Regions from separate parts of the Mus musculus genome. Here regions 1 and 2 are each linked to region 3. The links are chromatin contacts, called in public HiChIP or PLAC-seq and promoter capture Hi-C maps. All regions are on one chromosome and are shown on one strand. Each heading gives the region's core, a stretch centred on a gene start, on an enhancer-like site or on the middle of the called end of the contact. The rest is flanking DNA. Distances are from core to core; before and after follow the strand shown. Region 1 has its middle 89 kb from the start of Capn13. Region 2 overlaps Galnt14 (polypeptide N-acetylgalactosaminyltransferase 14). Region 3 holds the start of Galnt14 (polypeptide N-acetylgalactosaminyltransferase 14).

Region 1 (4,398 bases), core at 370-2,869, 220 kb before region 3:
TGCCAGTCCCTGTGGGCCAAGCATTCAAATACACTAGCCTTTAAGGGCCAAACCTATTCAAACCACCACAGTATCCCAAAAAGACTAAAGAGGTCAGCCTCAAAACATACAGATCCTGCCCTCTGCTCTAGTGAACTACCATGATGACAGAACAAAGGGGGAGGACCTACTATGTGCCTAGCTCTGAACTGAGAACTTTAAATGAATCACTGCATCTAATCCCAAAATGAAATTATGAGGCAGATATGGTACTGACTGCTTTATAGAGGAGATAGCTGAGATCAGAGAAATTTAAGTCATCTGTTCTTAGTCCAAAATGAGGACCAGGAGGTGCTGACCTTTAACCCCTATTTAGAAATGCACTTTGACCAACATGAAAGGGGAGGTACTAGTGTGTGTCAAGCTGGGAGACAATTGGATGCCACTCAGATGGGAGGAGCTGGCAACCAGAGAGACTTCCTCTAAGATGAGGACAGGAGGGGGCCAGCAGAAGCCTTGAAGGAGGCTCCTAGGTTAAAAAAAAGTCATTCCAGATGATCCTACTCCCTCACTTGACCCCACCCCACCCCACCCCACCCCACCCCACCTCACCTCACACCACCCCCTCTCTTGGAGTAAGAGGCAGGGGAGGAATCCAGCCAGATGCAATGAAGTCTCATCCCCTTGCTGGGGGCAGCCCTGGAGCATCTCCTTGGCTGAAGGACAGGACCACAGAGGAGAATAGAAGGCCTGGCAGAGCTTGGTGGCCTCCCTGCATCTGTACACCTCAGTGCAATTAATGAGAACAGCTTTTGGGAAAGGCTTTCTCCCTCAGTTGACTGCCATTTAGCCTCTGGCTGTCAGATCACCCACAGTCACAATGAAAGCATCCTGCAGGACCGAGGAGGCCAGGGATCTTTTCTTTCATCTAAACTAGGTGAAGTGCCACTGGTCAAATAGCTTTGTCTTCTGGGGGAAGTCCAGCACAGTGCATACCCACATACCACTAGTTCACCCTGCCCCACTGGAAGCTGGATTCCTCGGAAAGGGTGTCTACAGGACTGCCGTGGCTGCTCAGTGTTCCTGGACAGTGAGTTATTGCCCCTTCTTATCTCCAGCCATGCAGGTGCCTGCATCCTGGGATGCTCTCCCCTACAGAGTGAAACCAGGTGATATTTATTGGCTCAAGTGGAGGAGAGAAGCAGCCCCTATCTCAGAATAGAGGGCTCTCCTCTCACCCACGGATTTTTCTTCCTTTCTTTCTTTCTTCATTATGTTTGTAATTTTGTTTTATTATTTCCCATTGGAAAGCTGTGAAATGAAAATGATGCAATCTACTGCTGTGAAATAATGTCGTGCTGGAGTCCTTCTCCAATAAGCCCCGAGGTTTGCACTGTGACGGCTTCATTAAATTAGTCAGCTCCATGGCAAATGGAAAAGCGCTCAGAGCTTCAGACTTGGCTAATCCAACTTAGGCTTCCAGAGACTGTAGCCCACGAGGGAAGTTCAGATGATTGGCTCTGTGTGGCAGGAGCCAACGGGCTTCCACCTGCCACATCGCGGACATCTGCACAGCTGCTAAGCCTCCCTTAGTCCTTTCTGCCCAAAGCCTGCATGGCAGACGCTGTCCCGGGTGCTGAAAGGATGGAGCGTTTGGGAGAGGACGATTCAGTGGACAGCATAAGCGAAACAGGGCATTTCTCTGTGGGTCACCTAAGAGGACCACAGTTACAGTTTTCTCTTCTCTCTGGAGGCCAGGGCATATCTTGTTAGATGCCAATAGACACGCCTGAGATGCTTGCAGATTAAATACAAGGGCTCTTGTCCAACCCTTCATCACCCCCACTCCCACTTGCTCTCCCCGCCTCCGAGTTTCTGAGAACAAATTCTCTCTGGCCAGGCTCCACTGCAGTATTAAAGATTTTCATTACTGATAGTTCTTTCCAGTTAGCATGTTCAGTATTAAACTCTGTCATTATGAAGTTAAATATGCATGATCCCCAAATCTATGTGTATTATAACAAGATTTTATTGTTATAAATTTGTCTTCTCTGTCTTCCACTCTTGCCTTGGCTGTCTTTTAAAAACTCAAATGTCTGATAACTAGCCAGGAGGTAATTAGGAAGTGGTGCTAAAGAATCACAGGCTTATTCTCTCACTCATTCATAGAAATTTATTGAGTGTCTACAATAAGATAAGGTTCCCCCAGCCAGTGGGGAAGACAGTGGTGACAGCTAATTACAGCACTAAGGAATTCTGGTCAGAGCCAACAAAGGAAACCCCCTACCACATGCACACATAAATATTGGATAAGATAATTTGAAACCACAGCTGCATTTGAAAGAAGGGAGGGAGTAAATCAAAATTCCAAAAATGCACGGGAATTCAGAGAGAGAGGAGAGAGAGGTGAGTGAGGTGTGTGTGTGAGTTGTAGGGACAATCCTGGAACTTTGGTTTCTTTAAAAACCACAAAACAGTATATCTTTTCTATTTAATTCCAGGTGTGGGGATATGGGGCTGCTTCAGACTGTCTACTGCAGCTCACTGTGACTTGCCTCATACTCTAGCCAAGGCACGGTTTTGCCAGCTGCAGATAGCTTCTGTGATTGTGTGACATTTGGAATTCTGGGAACTGTTCAGAAGGTAGATAAATGCTAGGACTCCCAAGAGGCAGGGGAGTGTGTTTGTTGGTGGTTCATAGGGGTTTGTTGTAGTTTGTCAGGAGCTAAGCTCAAAGAAGAAATGAAAGGAAATAAATTAGATTCAGGAATTGATCTCCTTCTCTCTTGCTCTCTCTTCTATTCTTTCTCTCATATCACAAGAAATAGGGAGTAAAATTGGGGTGATAAGGGGTGGGAAAACAAAGAAGCCACAAAGTAGCAAAGACCAATTATAGGGGATCAAAGCAGACGTGTATCACTAGGGCTGGGTTTTATGCACAGGCAGAGACAGTTAGGAGACCTACAACCTCATGAGTACCAGGGCCCAGAAGTGGGGTGTCCATATGGTGGGGGAATTGCAACCCCAGGGAAACATGACTAAAGCAACCTCTAAAAAAAAGGCAATCTATAAATGATCAAAATCTAAGATTGTGCCAAGCAGAGAGCCAGGGTCCAGATTCTCATCTCTCAGTGTGAAAACCATTGACAGAAAAATCAATTCATAAATTGGCTGGAAATCAAAGCAATCCAATGGGATCCTAGCGGAGGCAAGCTTAAACCTCCCCAGAGGCATGCCTCTACAATCAGAGTATGCAGGATGCCCAGAGGAAAGACTCTCACTGAAGATGAGCTCACAGTGGGAAATTATAAAGCACAAAGGGAAACAAACGGCCAGGAAAGGAAATCTTAGATTCGATGCGGCACCAGGCTCCACCATCTGTGCAGAGCCCAGATTTACCTAAACACTCCCATCTCTTCCTATTCATTCAATACTATTCTGCCCCTTATTCTAAATGAGACACCAGAGTGTCTGAAGCACCTGTTTTTCTTTATGCTCAGTTCATGAGAATACATAGGAGGTGGGATCTTCGTCCCCTTGGATGTCTACTCTGTGGATGCTAAAGTTATTCATATAAAATGGTACCACGTTTGCATATATATTGTGTGTCTGTGTGTGTGTGTAATGCATATGTGTGTGAAGGTTTTGCACTGGCCATGTGCAGAGGCCAGAGAAGGGCACTAGGCGTCCTGCTCTATTACTGTGCCTATTCCCCTGAGAAAGGCCTTACCCTGAGCCTGGGCTATGTTGGTAGCCAGAAGTTCCAGAAGGAGTCCTGTCTCTACCGCAGACATGGACACCTGGTTTTTTTTTTTTGTTGTTTGTTTGTTTGTTTGTTTTGTTTTTGCTTTTGTTTTGTTTTTGTTTTTGTGGTGCTGGGGATTTGAACTCAGGTCCTCATGCTTGCACAGCAAACATACGCACCTGCAGCGCCATGTCCCCTACTCCATATTGCATCTAACTTTTGCAATTCTCTTCTATACTTTAAGCCAGCTCCGTGCTAGTTAAAAGATCTACTATAATTTAAAGGGTATATGAAAGTGAAAGTGGTTTTTATACTCTACGGTTCAGGGAATAATGAAAAAGGGAAAAACCATAATGCTCAATAGAGATGCATTTTTCCCATGTGGCTTTAGTCTGTGGGTGGTTGGGTGCACAGATGTGGACCTTGTAGCTATGGAAGGCCAGCATTATACATAGACAGTCACATTTAACATACATCTATATATTTTATTTAATATTCATATCTTATTAAAAACTCTGAAAGAAACCCATATTCTTCTATTAGCCAGAAGGGACCATGAGGGACAGAGTTCCTGTAGCCTCCTTGCCTGACAATGTGCTCAGACAGCTCCAGAGAGGAGATTTTCTAAGCATTGTTTGGAGTCTGAATCATGTGAGACTTCAAGATCCTCAAGA
Region 2 (5,057 bases), core at 461-2,960, 150 kb before region 3:
ATTCTAGAATGTTCTAGAAAGTTAGAAGACTATGGGCTAAAGAATGATATGCCTTCTTCCCTTTTCCTGATGCTTGCTCATATTTCCCAGACTTCCCAACTACAGGCTCAATGATGGCCAGGACTACACTGGACTCTGGAGATACAAAAAGAGCTCAGCACTCCTGACACATGGCCCTCAAAGCTTGGGTGGTAGACATAGAGGATTCTTACAATTCACTCCAAAGTGATAGTTTTTTCAGAGATGGGCATGAGTGTGTGGGAGATGCTGGACTTAAACTAGGATTATCTCAAAGGAGAGAGACACTGTCCATGAATTATGGCCTTCTTTTGCTCAAGAGGAGAAACTTCCTTACAAGGGAGCAGCTGAGATCAGTTCTATGCCTATGGCTCTAAGGAAAAGCCAGACTCAGGGTCTTGAGCTCAGGTATGCTTCCCTTGAGGGCCAAGAGATCAGTATCTCTTCTCCAGTGACTCTTGAAAATGTGTCCCTTGGAAAAGCTGCTAGAGGTCAAGTAACAGAAAAGCAAGGGCTTCCCACTTCCCTAAATGAATACCCTCTGAGTGAACCCCCATAAATCTGTCTCCATCCCCTCTTTTCTGCCCTCCCATGTCTGACCTGTGTCCCAGCTATCATATATCATTCATGATGATTCTATGCTCGCAGTCGCATGCCCTCAAACACTTCCCCATTTAACGGTTCTCTCATAGGAGCCTCTGTCCCCACTAAACCAACTCACCCACCTCCCTTGGTTATGCTCTAGTGACATCTTCTACACACCTCCTTTGTCCTCTACCCCCTTCTTGCCCAGGTGCTAGCTGTAGGTACTGTGCATCCCTTGGTCTAAAGCCCTTCCTCCACCACACATCATCTGAACTGACCCTGTCTACAAAGCTGTCCATCTCTATAGGGAGACTGCCTTTCTCTGGGCAGGGCCACTTTCCTCCATTTTTATATTCTTTACAGGCAAGTTACTCGACCTGCCAGAGTCAATTTCCTCATCTCTAAAACTAGGATCACGGCAAAGTTGTGAGGCTTAGCCGAGAGCACATATATAAGGTGCCTGGGACATGTCAGGGGAACAGTATGATCAATAAGTGCTTGCCGATTATGGTCCTGGATTTATGAGTGAACACGAGAATCCTTTGTGAAGTGAAGGTGGCTTTAAATTTCCCATGACTTGATTTTCTCATTCTGTTCTGAGGATTCCTTCCCACTCCCGCACTCCCAGACATTGTTTTCAATAGGGAGTTTGTGAATGGATATAAGGCACACGTTGAATCCCTGTTCATAATGCCGATTCTGATGAACAAAGAATGATGACCAGGGACTGCACAGGACTCTGGAGCTACAAAAAGAGCTCAGCACTCCTGACACATGGCCCTCAAAGCTTGGGTGGTAGACATAGAGGGAATGGATTCTTACAATTTTGGAGTGATAGTTTTTATTAGAGATGGGCACGAGTGTGTGGGAGATGCTGGACTTAAACTAAGATTATCCCAGAGAATAGACACACTGTCTGAATTACTGAAAGATGAAGGAGTGTCCTGAGCAGAAACAAGAACAGGGAACAAAGCAGTCCACCCTTTTAACCAGAAAATGAGCCCTGGTCAGCCTTTTTGCAGGGCTGTGGGGAAACACATGAACACTGTCAGAGAAGAGTGTCAGATGAGGCAGCACGAGTCTGCTTTTGCAAAGCTCTAGACTGTGTGTGCATACGTGTGGGGGTGTGTAATCTTGAGCAGATGCCACTCAGGGCTAAGCCAGTGGGGTTGTTGGGGTTGTTAGTCACCTGAGCAGGAGGGATGAGCTGGACAAAGTGCACAGAGACTCGGAGACCTCTAGAAAGTGGACTGGACAAAAACATAGAGCAAAAGAAGACCGTGATTCCAGGGTGTCTGGCTCAGCTCAAACAGTGAACAGAAGGACCTAGCCTAGGAGGGAGCAGATCTGAGAGCCAAGAGATACTGTGTTCTCTGCCTGGAGAGATGACCCAGGCAGGCTCAGGGAAGTGTGTGAATGAACAATGATGGAGACTCACACTGAGGGACTGGGGGCAAGAGGAAGTGACAGTGTGGCTACCCTGGCTGTCTACAGGTTTATTCTGGAGCAGACAAGGTAAAAAAGCAAGAACAGCTTATTGTAATAGAGCCTCCACCAATATAAGGGCTTCTTCTTGTGTTCTCAGAGATACCTAAGATACCCAGCTCTGGCAGTTACAGACCTTACTGCTAGCTAGCATAGAGGGACTGGCTGGCCCGTGCTAAAGGGCTCCTCCTTACACCAACATTCATCTGGCTTTCTAGCCACCTGAGTCCTCACATGTGGCCCTCCCTGTGCCATTCCACTGTCTGTCACCATGCTGGGCTTGAGCCTCCTTTCTGCAGCTTCTCCCACCCACAGCTGTCATCTCCTCTCCTGCTCTTTTCATCTCTTGTCAAACACATTTTGTACTTGCTGGCCCTGAGCCCTAAATCACTTCTTCTTCTTCTGGCCTTGGCTTCTCTCCTCGGCATCTTTTAAGTGTAAACTCCACCATATGAACTGTTGCGAATGTCTCCCCACTTCTTTGTTGCTTTCCAGCCTTTAAAGTACATTTGACATTCAAGTGGAATGCTCAGTGCTAGGAGTCCAGGAGCTCTCCAAGGACATCCTGCCAGCACGCTCTATACCAGAGAGCATCCTTGAGCTGAGCTGAGCTCAGCGAAATACATAAAGAGCAAGCAGCATACAACCCAAGAGGGCAGGAGAGAGCTCTGAGCCAGGGTTCATCCATGTTCATCTTGCATCCACCATCATCTCTCTTCCTCTGAGCCTACCTTGCTTTCTTCTACTACTCTAGAGTAGAGAGAAGATTATCAGTATTCCCATTCTATGGATGAAGAAATGGAGTCTTGAGACGTTTCAGTAACTCACCTAAGGACCAGATAGGAGAGAGATGTTTTCCCAAAACTCCCAAGAATTTGAAAATCTAGCCTTGCCTTTAGTGCTCCAGGTCCCTTGCCTGAGCCTCAACTTCCTTCCCCGAAATGGTCTCTTCACCCAAGACTAAAGAGGACATTACAAGAGATGTAAACTGCTACATAAGTATAAGGCACAAGTAGCTTTACTTGGAGGACATCCTGGACCGTTCATCATTTTATTTAGGGAATAGCCCAGTTACACTTATGAGCCCTTATGATTTCTTCAAGCAATCTACCAGCACCGTTTCTACCCAGCATTAGGGGCATGTGCCTCATATACAACAAACCAACGGTTGGTTCTTTAAAGTACTGGAGGCAGGGGAGGGGACTGTCATGTGGCAAGTTTTAAGTGTTAAAGATGAGAAGTGTGAAAATTCTGAGTCCCTATTCCAGGTGACACATTCAGGCAAGTGACTGCAATATGCTAAACTGCCACCCACAAGCCATGCCCTGCTCAGCAGCAAATGGTCCTGATCCTGTTGTGCTAGAAGAGCCTATGTTTCCCGTGTAAAAGGCAGGGTCTGACAATTGACAAAACAGATCTGACCAACAGATGCTAGTACCTCAGGCCAAGAGAGGTCTGGTGGCCTCCATGCTGAGGAAGAAGAAGGCTGGAGGAAACAGACAAGGTAGCACTATAAAGGATGGTGCTAATGGTTTTGGAGAGTCCTTGAATCTGGCTAGGATGGGGAGTTTGTGGAGGCAAAGATTAATCCAGGGCGATGGGGGTGGGAGGAAGAGACTGCAAAGCAGGAAGGTGTCATGTTTCTGGAAATAGCTTCTAACCTGATTCCGCTCCTAAGTCAGTTCTTGCACACAATCTTACTGGAAGAAGAGCGGTTGATGCAGCAGATGGGACTGGAAGTGACCATAATAACCACCTCCAGTTATTACACTCAGGGTTCACATGAAGAAATGGATGCTGTATATATATATATTAGATTTATTAGAATTGCAGGGTTACAGGCTGTGGTCCAGCTAGCCCAACAATGGTTGTCTACCAATCGAACCTGCAGGAATCTAGTATTTGTTCAGTCCAAAATGCTGGATTTCTCAGCTGGTCTTCAGTATATGCCAGAATCCAAAATAAGTAGGTTATAATGCCAATGAAGGAAAGGACTTTCGGGGTAGGGGAGAGGGAGAGGGAGAGGGGGAGGGGGAGGGGAGAGGGGGAGGGGGAAATATATCTTTTATATAGGCTGCCAGCAGAAAGGTGGGGTCCAAATTAAAGGTGGATTTTCCCACATCAAAAGATATAGATTAGAAGTGTGTCCTCCCACTTCAAATAATGTAATTAAGAAAAAATAATCCCTCACAGGTGTGCCCAGCTACTTGGATTTTAGTTCATTTCAGATGCAGTCAAGTTGACAACCAAAACTAGCCATCACAGATGGTAAAGGGGCTCAAGAGATTAGAGCCTTGTCTCAGGAAGAACCCAAGAATTCTTGTATTCACCCCTAATTTCTCCCCATATTCTATGATACAGCTTCAAAATGTTTGCCAAAATGCCAAAAGATAACTCAAAGAGAAGCAGGCTTCTGAAGAGGGATGAAGAGCCAGGTCTGGCAAAGGTCATAGGTAAAATATGAAATATTATCATAAAATAAGGTAAAAAGATTACTTGACTTGGGAGTCTAACCAAAGTGCTTATGGAAAGTTGCTGTGCTGGGTAGTTTTATGTCAACTTGTCAGAAGCTAGAATGATCTAAAAGAAGGGAAACTCAACTGAGAAAATGCCTCCATAAGATCTGACTGTAAGGAATTGTCTTGGTGAGTGCTTGATGGGGAGGGCCCAGCCCATTGTGGATGGTGGCATCCCTAGGCTGGTGGTCCATGGTTCTATAAGAAAAGCAGGCTGAGCAAACCATGTGGAACAAGCCAGTAAGTAGCCCTCCTTCATAGCCTCAGCATCAGCTCCTGCCTCCAAGTTTGAGTTCCTGTCGTGACTTGCTTCGATGATGGATAGTGATGTGGAAGGGTAAGGCAAATAAACTCTTTCCTCCCCAAGTTGAGGCACCCCAATGGTGTCTCGTTGCAGCAACAGTAATCCTACCTAGGACAGGGGTAGTCCGTAAGATAATATTGTCGAAGTGG
Region 3 (4,588 bases), core at 871-3,370:
TGGACTATAAAGGCTGCCTGATGGACATACCAATCGATCGCATCACTACCCTGCTTAACCACCCACAGCTTCCATGGTCCTTCCTGACTAGACCCACACACACACTGTCCCTGTCTCATTCCTCTGACCGCCACAGGCTTCATGCTGTCTTGTTCCTTCAAAGCTGGCTTATTCTCTATTTGGAATGTGCTCTGCCTACGGGCCACTGATCCATCCTTCTCAACTCACCTATTGTACCTCCTCCAGCAGTGGCCGGGCTCCCATGACACCCAGTGCAGTGACCCCACTTGACTATCAATCCTGCGTGTCCTGGACCACTGATGAGCAGACCACCCTCCACCAAGGAGAAAATCCTGCATCTCTGCATCCAATGGCACCGAGCCTAGCTCCATGGGTGCTAAACTAAATGCTTATTTCGATCAACTAATATTGGCAAGATTCCAAAACTTTGGTTTAAAATGTACTTTGGTTAAAAGAAGAGTCTATTGGGATCCAAGTGGGAAAATTCTGTGGAGGTCTGAGTTCAAACCCAGAACGATCTAAGACGAGTTAATTAAAGACTCTTGGCCTGTTTCCCCATCTATGAAATAAGAACAATATTAAACAACTCCTTATGAAGAAAACACCAACTATGCACTTAGCACACAGTAGGCCCTCCCTACTGTACTTATCGGTGAGATCCACTCCTACTTAACACAGAGATGTTCATGTCTTCCTCTTTCCGACTACAGGCTCCTCCAAGGTCTTTTCCCACTCCTAGAGATTGCCCTGGGCTCATAAAGGTTGCTTAGCTGCCAGCAAATCCCCAGAAGCCTCGCTCTGTTTCCCCTGGTCAAGGCTGTGGAAAAGAAAGACAGGGGCTCTGAATCTCAAGAGAGAGCCAGTAGGGGGAACCTTCCACTCCTCTGGGCTGCACCGACTGGACAAGAGTTGGGAAAGCCACTTGGATTCCCATTTCCACAACTCCCTGCCAGTAGGAAGGTTTCTGTTCTTATGGGCTCCTCCGTGCTGTCCTGAGCGCATTCAACTTCCAACGCAGCAAATGAACTGGGGAACAGTTCACAGAGCCGGTGGCACCAGGCCAGGCCAGGTGGGTAGGGAAGGCTGGGAGGCCTCCAGGGGGGTCGCTAGTGCTGTTCACGTGCGCACAGCACCCGGGTCATCGTCTCCTCCTCTGGGGCCTGGCAGCAAAGGGAAGGAGTCCGCAAATCCACCAGACTTCTCATGGGTGCCAGCATCGCTCACCCAGCAACCTCCAGTGACCCTCCAGCGGCACCCACCGACCGCCAGTCCCAAAGTAGCTAGTCCGCAGCGCCCCCTTGGCCACCGGACTGCTAGTTAAGTTGGGAGCCCGGCTCTGTCTGCGAGCGCGCGCCCACCACCCACGCCCACTGCCACTTACACACGCCAAAGATATGGAGACGCCCCAAGCTTCTTAAATTCCACAAGCACCTCCCCATGGCCGCATCCCGCGCCTGTTCCCCATCGCAGCACCTCGACACCCCTGCATTTGAACCCTCAATCCCAGTGCGTGGACCACGCACCCTTCCACCTGCCAGTGCCCGGTGCCCTGTGCCCTGTGCGCCACGAAACGGCATACCTTGGGGGTCTGCACTTCGGGTCCCAGCGGCACCTCCAACTTCCTCTTGGTGACCCAGAAGAACAGCAGTACGGTGATCCAGAGCACCCCAAAGATGGGCAGCGCCAAGCGGCGAGTCAGCCGCCGCATGGTCCCCTCTGCCTGCTTCTCTTGGTGGCGACGCGTCCCTGGGGCACCCCCCGGCGGTCAGGGGTGGCGGGGCACGAGTCTGCCGAGCGCCTCGCTCTAGGAGAAACGCTGCTCCTGGGATCCCGATGTTGGATGGCGGGATCCTGCCCCGCCCGCTTCGGAGAGAAGCCACAGCCGGGAACGGAGCGGCGAGGGGCGCCGGAGACTAGAGACGCGGCCGGGCAGGGACGAGGGGCAGCTCAGCCCGGCGCCCGCTCCAAACGGAGAGCCGCGGCGGCCGCTGCGATGCTGCTGTGCGCCGCGGCTGCCTTTGCCCGCTGCTGCCGCGAGGGAAACTGACTCGAGCAGCCGGGAAGGTGGAATCCGAGGCTGTGCCCGGCACCCCCGGAGGAGCACGAGGAGGAGGGAGCGCGGAGGGAGGGCGGGCCCGACAGACAGACTGACTCCGAGGGAGAGCGGGGCGGGAGCGAACCGGGCTCTGAGCGGGGGCGCTACCGCCTCCCGCCGACCGTGGAGCACCCTGCGGTTGAGGGACCTTGGATGCAGCTCTGGGACCATCCTGGGCTAGGGTTGTGCTGGGAGGGGTTGGGCGGGGACCGGTTATAGGATACTGACTTGTATCAAGCAAGCTGATACTTAAGGACTAGCCCGCGCCAGGTGAGGCACTACCGGGGAGGAGTTTCTGTTTGCTGCGGGGCTCTGCACATGGTGCTCACAGGAGGGTTCGCTAGCCGGGAGCCATCACTGGGATAGTAGGGTTGGTTGACCCAGATGTTGTCTCAAGTTCAGACTTGACCATTTCAGGGCCAAGGTCGAGTTCAGCCATCTCCCCAGGGTATTCTTTGCCTTTGAGCAGGTAGGTGCCTGGCAACTTTCTCTTAATGGAAAACTGAGCTGGTCTAAATTTAACTCGAAAGATGTCCTTTTAAAAATTAAGGCAAAAGTAAATCCCTGAGGATTTTTTTTTTCTCCTTGTAAAAATAAGCCCTTTTTCTGGGGCTTGCCAGAAAAAAAGGGTCTAATGTTAGCACAACCACCGGAAGTTTTGTGAAAGGTGGCCCTGGGGTGTGTGGGAGTAGCTCCCCAAATCCCTTTCCCAGTTGCCTTTAAGGAATACATCTTCCAGCTACAGACTAAAGTCACTTGGATTTAGAGACAGGAACAGTTCTGACTCCAGTTTCCATACAGGCCTCAGGTGGGCTGGATGAATTTCTAACCATATCTCTAGAATAGGGAGGTGTGGTTTCTAGCCTAGCCTACCCAACCAACAGGGCAAATCACAGCGTCAGCCTCTCCCTTCCTTAAGTCTTAAGACTGTGCCTCATCTTCAGATGTGAATGCTGCGTTACCTCAGAGTTCAGAGAGAAAAGGTGGAAGTTTTTGCGAAGTCTGCAGAGCCCTGGCCACTGGAGTCCTTGTTTTAGTTACAGGGATGCTCCAAGTTTCTCCAAGTGAGAATGACACCGAGTGGCCCAGCGGCATGCTCCCTGCTGTCTTCACTCACAGACTGGAGCTTAGTATAGGGGTAGCACCCACACTCGACTGCAGGTGAGAAAGGTACCAGTCAGTTCTCCAGAATTCCTCCTCCAGTGCCATGGAGCCCTCCAGACACTTGCTCAGAAACAGAGGTGTCCCCCACCCCCCAACAGCTCCGGTGTTTGATACCTTGTCTTTCGGCCATAAGGCAAAGGCTCTGGAGCGGAGATGTAGGTAAGAAATTTGAGGTTGGAAATCAATCAGCCAGAAAAGGCTTGTCAGCCCCCAGAGCCCTGCTGGCATCTCACACTTGTCTCTATTGGACCCGTAGCCTCTGAAAGGTTGGGTCCACTCTCTCCAGATGTTGTTTAAGCAGGCAAAGGCCTCGGTGAATAACTGTCCAAGGAGCATTGGCGAGTGGCAAGAGCACCTACTCCCGCAGCTTTCTGAGCTCTCTGGATCTCTTCCAAGAGCCTCACCCTAGAGTCCCAGTCCTGGGCCTGCAAAGTGTTCTGTGTCAGCTCTGCCGAGAACCTCCCGAGCAAGCTGTAGACTCGCTGATGAGCGCCAGGCAGGAGCTGCAGCAGCGGAGTCCATTGCTCAGCGCTTTGTGGGGCTGTTTCTGAGTAACAGATGGCAGACAGTTACACAACACCACCGCCAAGCTCCTGAGATGGTGCAGCCTCACACGCCTGCTTCACTCAGACTGGCATACGGGGAAACCAAGGCCCTGGGGTGAAACAGCTCCGCGGGAGAGTACGTAACACTGGGAAGAACAAAGATATTCTTCTAAAGCTCTTGCTCTTGAATCACTATTTTGTCCTCCTCTCACATGGGGAAGAGTCCCTGGGCCTTGAAAGATTTCTAAAGGCTCCGATTTTGCTAAGTGCAATTAACCGACCCAACTATAGAATATGTTGGTCTAGGCTTTTAGGCCAGTAAGTGCCATTACAAATGGGAGGACACTACAGGTGAGTCTTCTAAGTTTTGGAAGCCAGAAAAAAAATCTCCAGGCAGGTCCCAGCATGGTAGGTCTCACTCCAGTGTATCTTAGAGTTCTCCAAGCTTGGGCAGATAGTCAAAGTTCTTTTAATAACGGAGTTAGGGGCATGGCAATGACTCAGTCTGTACAGTGGTTGCTTTGCAAGCACAAGGTTCTGAGTCTAATTCCTAGACTCACTTAAAGAAAGAAACTGAATTCTTGTACACCCACCGCTGAGGAGGCAGAGACGGGTAAGTCAATACAAGTTCACTGGCCAGCTATCCTAGTCTGCTTGAGAAATTCCAGGCCAGTGAAAGACTGTGTCTCAAAAACACAAGATGGATGATACTGAAGAAAAGCACCCAAGGTTATCCTATGGTCTTCACATGCCTGTGCACATA

Evidence for each region. Promoter capture Hi-C pulls out the DNA fragments that hold promoters and counts their contacts. HiChIP or PLAC-seq counts read pairs in DNA pulled down with a chosen protein or histone mark.
Region 1: an H3K4me3 HiChIP or PLAC-seq map of neural tube shows a contact between it and region 3, with 4 times the contacts expected there. The contact joins the enhancer-like site here to the promoter of Galnt14 in region 3. A contact is called at or near these places in 6 of 39 promoter capture datasets (the C10 cell line, the HPC-7 cell line, embryonic stem cells and 3 more), 2 of 15 datasets of contacts at CTCF or cohesin (large pre-B cells and pro-B cells), 3 of 484 Hi-C or Micro-C datasets (differentiating embryonic stem cells, nephron progenitors and uterus), 11 of 115 datasets of contacts at active chromatin or transcription factors (SST interneurons, craniofacial prominence, differentiating embryonic stem cells and 8 more) and 4 of 9 other capture datasets (adipose tissue, embryonic stem cells, liver and 1 more).
Region 2: a contact with region 3 is called in a promoter capture Hi-C map of hippocampal neurons, with 7 times the contacts expected there. The contact joins the enhancer-like site here to the promoter of Galnt14 in region 3. A contact is called at or near these places in 7 of 39 promoter capture datasets (the 3T3-L1 cell line, the C10 cell line, cranial neural crest and 4 more), 8 of 484 Hi-C or Micro-C datasets (cerebral cortex, cortical neurons, embryonic fibroblasts and 3 more), 8 of 115 datasets of contacts at active chromatin or transcription factors (SST interneurons, VIP interneurons, embryonic forebrain and 5 more) and 3 of 9 other capture datasets (embryonic stem cells, liver and pancreatic islet).

Annotation. Positions count from the first base shown.
Region 1 is chr17:73,486,487-73,490,884 of GRCm38.p6, forward strand. No RefSeq gene overlaps it. Among named protein-coding and RNA genes, the nearest start is that of Capn13, 89 kb to the left of the region's middle. Within about 2 kb of position 1,620, at least 35 of the 459 cell types and tissues checked have an H3K27ac peak or open chromatin away from gene starts, as enhancers often do. A contact at or near this core is called in SST interneurons, craniofacial prominence, hippocampal neurons and 1 more, where this site is marked.
Region 2 is chr17:73,557,966-73,563,022 of GRCm38.p6, forward strand. All of the region lies in intron 2 of Galnt14 (polypeptide N-acetylgalactosaminyltransferase 14), which reads right to left. Among named protein-coding and RNA genes, the nearest start is that of Gm46602, 110 kb to the right of the region's middle. Within about 2 kb of position 1,711, at least 12 of the 459 cell types and tissues checked have an H3K27ac peak or open chromatin away from gene starts, as enhancers often do. A contact at or near this core is called in cerebral cortex, forebrain and hippocampal neurons, where this site is marked.
Region 3 is chr17:73,708,331-73,712,918 of GRCm38.p6, forward strand. It overlaps Galnt14 (polypeptide N-acetylgalactosaminyltransferase 14), which reads right to left and starts at 2,121. Exons shown (of 15, transcript NM_027864.2): 1 at 1,601-2,121. The coding sequence starts at 1,729.